2 separate regions of the Mus musculus genome follow, and region 2 is linked to region 1. A link is a contact called in public Hi-C data. All regions are on one chromosome and are shown on one strand. The core of a region is the stretch at or near the end of the contact, and the rest is flanking DNA. Distances in the headings are between cores, read along the strand shown. Region 1 overlaps Gm31137 (a long non-coding RNA gene). Region 2 overlaps 6030407O03Rik (RIKEN cDNA 6030407O03 gene).

What was found. A called contact is a pair of places that touch in the nucleus more often than the background predicts.
Region 2: a Hi-C map of cerebellum shows a contact between it and region 1, with 1.8 times the contacts expected there. The contact joins two enhancer-like sites. A contact is called at or near these places in 1 of 484 Hi-C or Micro-C datasets (cerebellum) and 1 of 9 other capture datasets (embryonic stem cells).

The regions. Positions count from the first base shown.
Region 1 is chr1:72,991,539-72,994,580 of GRCm38.p6, reverse strand. The region is part of intron 1 of Gm31137 (a long non-coding RNA gene); the gene reads right to left. Among named protein-coding and RNA genes, the nearest start is that of Gm31137, 8.2 kb to the right of the region's middle. Within about 2 kb of position 1,255, at least 8 of the 459 cell types and tissues checked have an H3K27ac peak or open chromatin away from gene starts, as enhancers often do. A contact at or near this core is called in cerebellum, where this site is marked.
Region 2 is chr1:73,716,009-73,719,084 of GRCm38.p6, reverse strand. All of the region lies in intron 6 of 6030407O03Rik (RIKEN cDNA 6030407O03 gene), which reads left to right. Among named protein-coding and RNA genes, the nearest start is that of Gm29183, 110 kb to the left of the region's middle. Within about 2 kb of position 1,529, at least 10 of the 459 cell types and tissues checked have an H3K27ac peak or open chromatin away from gene starts, as enhancers often do. A contact at or near this core is called in cerebellum, where this site is marked.

The sequences.
Region 1 (3,042 bases), core at 6-2,505:
CACAGGCAGACACTGAAATAGTAGCTGAGAACAACAACTTGATCCATAGGCAGGGAGAGAGACTCTGGGATTGTTATGAGCTTTTGAAACTTCAAAGACCACACCAAGTGACTTTCTCCAACAAGGCCATACTTCTTATTACTTCTAATCCCTTCAAAGAGTTCCACTCCCTGATGACTAAGCATTCAAATATATGAGCCTATGGAAGCCATTCATATTCAAGCCACTACAGGGTGGAAAGATTTTAAGAACCAGACTACAAGGAAACAATTTTCTCTAAAAACAACAGGATAGTTGCATATATGAGCCCACAATAGTTATGACTATGCATGAAAGCCATGTAAGATGAAGCCAGACCAAACCCGAGGATGGAGAGGGAGGTAGTCATGAAGTCCCACCCATAGCTGGGATGGGGAGAGTCGGAGTTCTCTAAGAGTGTAGGCCCTGGTAGGTGGAACACATTCCACTGGAAGTCCACACATCCAAGAATATATGGATAATACAAATTGTACTTGATAGGTTTGAAAAAGAGAATCCACAAATTTGAGAGGGTAGATGGTGGGTCTTGGATGAGTTTGGGGGGAGATTAATACAATCAAAATATATTATATGAAGGTCTCAGAGAATTAAAAATAAAGTTCTAAAACTCGGTAAATTTTCAGCATATTTATGATATGATTTTAATACATTTGCATGTTCCTACTGTCCCAATTAATGGGAATAAGTTATTTATCAGTCTATGGCTTCTGCATAGTTCTGACAGTATTGCTAATGTGCTCAGCAAAGTACAGAGCCACCCTCCTGCATATACACTCAAAATGGAGTGAGAGACTACTTGTAAAATGGAATCTCTCAGGGCAAAACACTGCATGTGGTGTAATGTGATCTGAGAGTTAAAGTAGTAATTAAGATTAGAATAAAAGAATCTATTATTTCCAACTGCCAGTTACCAAGGAAAATTGTGACCAATTATACTATATATATATACTGTAGCTTGTGTATTTATTATTCAATAAATACTGGCATTGTGGAAAGACACAACTATGATCATTTATGTCCCTAGCATAGCACACTAAATGCTTACAACAAAGTTTCTCTGGGATCTTAGCTCCCTCAGTATCTGCCAGCCCAAAATTCTAGAACCAGGGTGACTGTGGTTCATTCTCACTAAAAGACAAGGATGAAACAACAGCCTGCAAGTGTGTGTTCTCCATGGCCCTTGGCTGGTGGGAGGCTGTGCTGTTTCTTTTGGGCTAGCTGCCTGGTTTCCACTGGGGTTGTTGCTTGGTTTATTTTAGATGCTGGGTCTGCAGGCTAACAGGCTGACCTGCCTTGGCTGTTCCCCAAGGAGGAGGCAAGCACCTCCTGCTGTTGCTGGAGCTGCAAGCTGCAATTTCCATGGCACGCAGGTAGCAGGAGCAGATTGGCAGCAATGTCTGGGTTCTTACCAAACCAGGGGGCAGAGCCTGCTAAGAAGGAAATGTCCCCAGTGTGAGCCTTTACAGGTGGCCCTCTCGCTGCTGCTAGAATTCTGTGTGGTTTTCCCTTCATTGGCCTTGGCTCCTTCAGCTATGAAATAGTAATTGATCTGGGTGGAGACAGCACAGAATGGGAGAAAGAATATGGTCCAGAGACTAGAAAAATTAGGTTAAATTTTTGGCTTCATCACTGACTTGCTTTGTAATGGTAGGCAAGTAACTGATCCACATTGTCTACCAGTTTCCTCAGCCATAAAGTCTCTCCCCTTCCCACCCTGCCACTAACCAGTAATCAGATCAAGTATGTGCCAAATTTTGGTGGAGATGTTAGACTAGAGTTTAAGAGGGAGGGATCTCTCTGCCAAGGGCAGGTAAGGATGAAGGAGAATCCACTGAAAGAAACAAGATTTGAGTTGGGAATTGGTATTTTCTTAGAAAGAGAATGGTCAACTAGAAGAAAACCCGAGAATAGAACAGCAACAGGGGAATCTTAATTAGGAAAGTTAGATTTAAAACCCAGCCCACTCACCTTTCCTGCTTTATAAAAATCTATAGAAGAGTGCTGTGTTGCAAATGAATAAGATGAAAAACTAGCATATGCAGTGCCTGGAATACAAGCCACTTTGGATGGATGGATGGATTCAAGATGCAGAAAGTGGTATGTGCTAAAGAATGTATAGGGCAAGGCAGGGGATTTCATTGTATGGCAGTGATTTGCTGACTCTGCAATTTCCAGACCATTTGTGGAACGTTAGACAAGCCCCCCCCCCCCCCCGCAAAAAAAAAATATTCAGGGAAGCAAGAAACATGTCTCTTAGTCAATTAAATAGGAATGGTGGCATGGTGTATCTCATTCTTGAATTTGTAAGAAATGTCAGCATTTTGTCAAAGTTTCTTCTAACTATATGTTTAACCCAGTAGCTTCCAATTCAACTAACTTCTGTTGCCTGGCAACATTCTCTAAGATAGATCCTTCTACCTCGTGCAGAAGTTTATTAAAACATGGTGTGTTCTAAAGAGACATGAAACATCCCAGCCTGCCCTGAAGCTCCCTAAACGCAAGGCTTCAGGAAGTCCCTGAAACTGACCAGATACTCTCTGCCCCTCTCTTCTGGGGCATACATAAACAGTAAGGACTGTTACAGGGCTGCTTTAGACAAGACAAGCTGCCTAGAAGTTTAGACCAGCCAAGCTACATGCAGGAGGCTTAGACCACACAATTGCCTGAAAGCTACACACTCCAATTTGAGCTGCCTACAGACTGTGCATTCAGCTTTTGTGAGCTGTCACCCATGCTGGAGTGGGCTTGGAGTGTCTTTGAGTCATTTCTGTTCCTTTAAGTAACCCCAATAAAACTCATTGGTTCACCAAGCTGGATTTGACAGTGTCCTGAGTTTGGTCCTTCTTTGGGTCCCCCAACTGGGTTGAGATGACCTTTTGGCATGCCTCCACAGGAGTAGTGTTCAAACAATACCTCTAAACCGGATGTCCATATTAAACCTGTTACCTTACAGTCAGTTTAGCAGAGGTTTTTCTCGAATGAACTAAGGTAGAGATAGGACAA
Region 2 (3,076 bases), core at 280-2,779, 720 kb before region 1:
GGTTTTGAATCCAGGTTCTTTGAGTCTATATACTCCATAGAAGATTTTCATTTCCATGTATGTTAGAAAATAAAAACTTTAAATGGCCACCTGGAAGAGAGGGACTCTGGCCTACCTGCCATCAGATCTTGACTAATTCAAAGGCAATGCTAATAAGGAAAGAGCTTGAAAAGTGATAAAGCAGATCTTATACTCTTTGAGGGGAAACTGAGGCCTGAAAGCCAGAAGACCTCTCCCATTGTCCTGCTGTGGGATTGTAGCCAAATAGGGTAGCATTCCCAGTCTCCTGGGGCCAGCTTCATGCTCAATGTTTTTGTCCAGAGCATCCACTCACATAGACTCGAACATCAAGATTTTCATGATTTAAATCAACCAAAAATAGTCTGGAACCAGGCATATATCATAGCTTGTTTTCCAGGACACTTAAAATCCACTCCCAAAACCGTTTGGCCAAATGACACAGGTCACAGTCTGCTGAGTGTCTATTTAAAGCACCTTTTCCTGGGTTCCCGATAAGGCAGGGCTGAGTTCTGAAGTCCTCTGACGAGCAGATACTCTAGTCTCCTCTTCTTATGCCCTTCGCCTGGCCTCTTCCTAAGGGCTCCCCTCCCTGTAGGAGTTTCCCCTCTTTTGTCCACTCTCTCCCTTCTCTTCCCTGACTAGTCACGTGTACAGCTCTGTATCATAGGTTTCCAGCCCCAATCCCCCTTCTTCTACCCAGAACACATCTCCTCTTCCAGAGGATCTTTCTTCTCAAGTTCCCATCATTTCCCATAAGCCTTCACTCTCATGCTTTGGCGCCATAGCAAGCTGGAGCTTGTGATGCTTCAGTTTGCCCAGTATGAGTGTGGCATGCCTGGTTTTACTTGCTGAGCCTTGATTTCTGTTTCCTTCATAGTGCCTCCGTTTCCCAATCTGTAAAACAATGGTTGAACTTAACGGTCCCTAGTAACCAATTGGTGAGCATCAGTGCTATCGCTGAGCTATGCTTGTTCCCCTTGCCTTCCATGTTATTTCTTCTTCCCAAACTTACCTGTCATAAGCACTGTGCAACTTCCCACACCACAGGAAATCTTTAAATAACACTTTTTTTTGAGGGTTGAGAGAAGTGACACATTTTTCTTTTTCTTTTTTTCAAAATAGTGACAGGACAATAAAAAAGACCAGGAAGCGAAGACAAAACAAAACACCTGAAGCAAGTCAAAACAGGAAAAGTCACCCTTGCAGGAGGAGGTGAGGAGGGAGGGCAGGCAGCATCTCCACCTTTCTAACGACATTCAGCCCTGCATGTGCTTAACAGATCATTAGAGATCTTACCACAGACCAAGAAGAGAAAGAGTGGACAGAGCTGACAGCTCTGGTGGGAAGTAACTCCAGACCAACAAAGGCCTTGTCTAAAAATACTCAGCCGGGACCTTACTGTTTCCAAGACAGATGGACACTGCGGGCTGGCGGAGGGCAGTGTCGGGGGAGGAAATTGTATCTGACAGTGATAACAATCTGGCCTCTCCCAGAGCTTCCCATCCCAAGAATCCATCGGGCTGGCCGGATCTCCACTTGTGCAAGAGAGGTGGCTGGAAATAGAATCCTCCCAGGCTGTGGGGTGGCCGTCCAGCATGAGGGCCCATAGAACATCTCCCAAAAAGACATCCTTGGAGAGGAGGAAGGTGAGGGGTGGAAGCCACTGGAGTGATCTGGATGACATGCGCATCCCCCGGGGACTCTATGGCCACCCCTACACAGTCCCAGCTTCGGACGGCAGCAGACATTTGTGTATGTGCCTGTCCTCATCATGATTTGCAGGAAGTCTTGCTTCAGCTCTTTGGATACCAGAGAGGGATGCAGTTTCAGAAGCAGCATGTTTAGATCTGGGAGACACACTTTAACTAGGACAATAACCAAACAGTGAAGTCCAGTGGAGAAGGAAATGGACCAACATAATGAGGAACTCCCATGTGACAGGATGGTATGATTGGCTCTATGAATCACAGATGGCAGAAAGAGAGTCAAGAAGGCCAAGTATAGGAGCAAATGGTGCCAGCTTAGGGCAGGGGAGACATTCTCCATGCCAGCATTGCTCCTGTGTGACCTATACACAGAAGTGACTGGCTTTGGACATCTTAGAGACCATAACCCTCCCAGTCACCCTCTAGGCAGAAACTCCAAATAGAGCAGAGACTAAACAAGGGAAATAAATGTGGTACCTCTCTGGGCGCAGCTTGATCCCCATTTCCCGACATCTGGTCTTCACAACCCGGCTTTCCGAACTGATTGAACTCAACTTCTTCTTTTCTGAGGGGAATGCAGGATGCCATCTTAGATAGTTAGTTCCACCTGTTATGCTTGCGGCTCTCTCTCCTGTGATTCAGCTGAGTGAGAAGGAGGTGTGAAAACAAGGAGTGTTTCTTTCATCCATCCTGAGGCCAAGTAAGACTGTTTGGCCTCTTTGAGAGAGAACACTGATGAATAGCTCCCCAGAGGAAGCCTGTGTTGGAAGTGTGTCTCTATTTTTCCCTACAGAGACCAACACCCCCAGGACCAGAGGAGTTTAACTCAATTTAACTGGTACAACGTTGTTGAACATTTATGCTTCAGGTTGCATACGAGGCCTTCCTCTGTACACAATATGAAGAAATCCTGCACCCTGGTTGGTCAGCTCCAGAATTAGAAGGCTAAGCAGCACTTGAATGGCTCAGTAGAGGTGTAGCATACATACCACCTACACCTCCTGTACTCAATAGTGGTTAATTTGGTTGATTCATTGCCTCTATTTCATTTCACCATGGGGTTTCCCAGACTATGACAGGGCTCTGCCTTTCTAGATTCTGCAGGGAGAAGCCAGTTTAGATGCATGAAGTGACTTAGCCTCACGGGCCTATAAAAGCATTTTTTTTGAGACTGTGAGAATCCCTTCAGTAAAAGGAAGGTGTCTTCAATGCAGCACGTTCACATGTCATTGCAAGGTGTTTTGTGTGTGTATGTGTGTGTGTGTGTGTATGTGTGTGTGTGTGTGTGTGTGTGTGTGTGTGTGTGTCTGCATGCACTAGATGTCCTGCAGAGTTCCAACTTTCAGAAC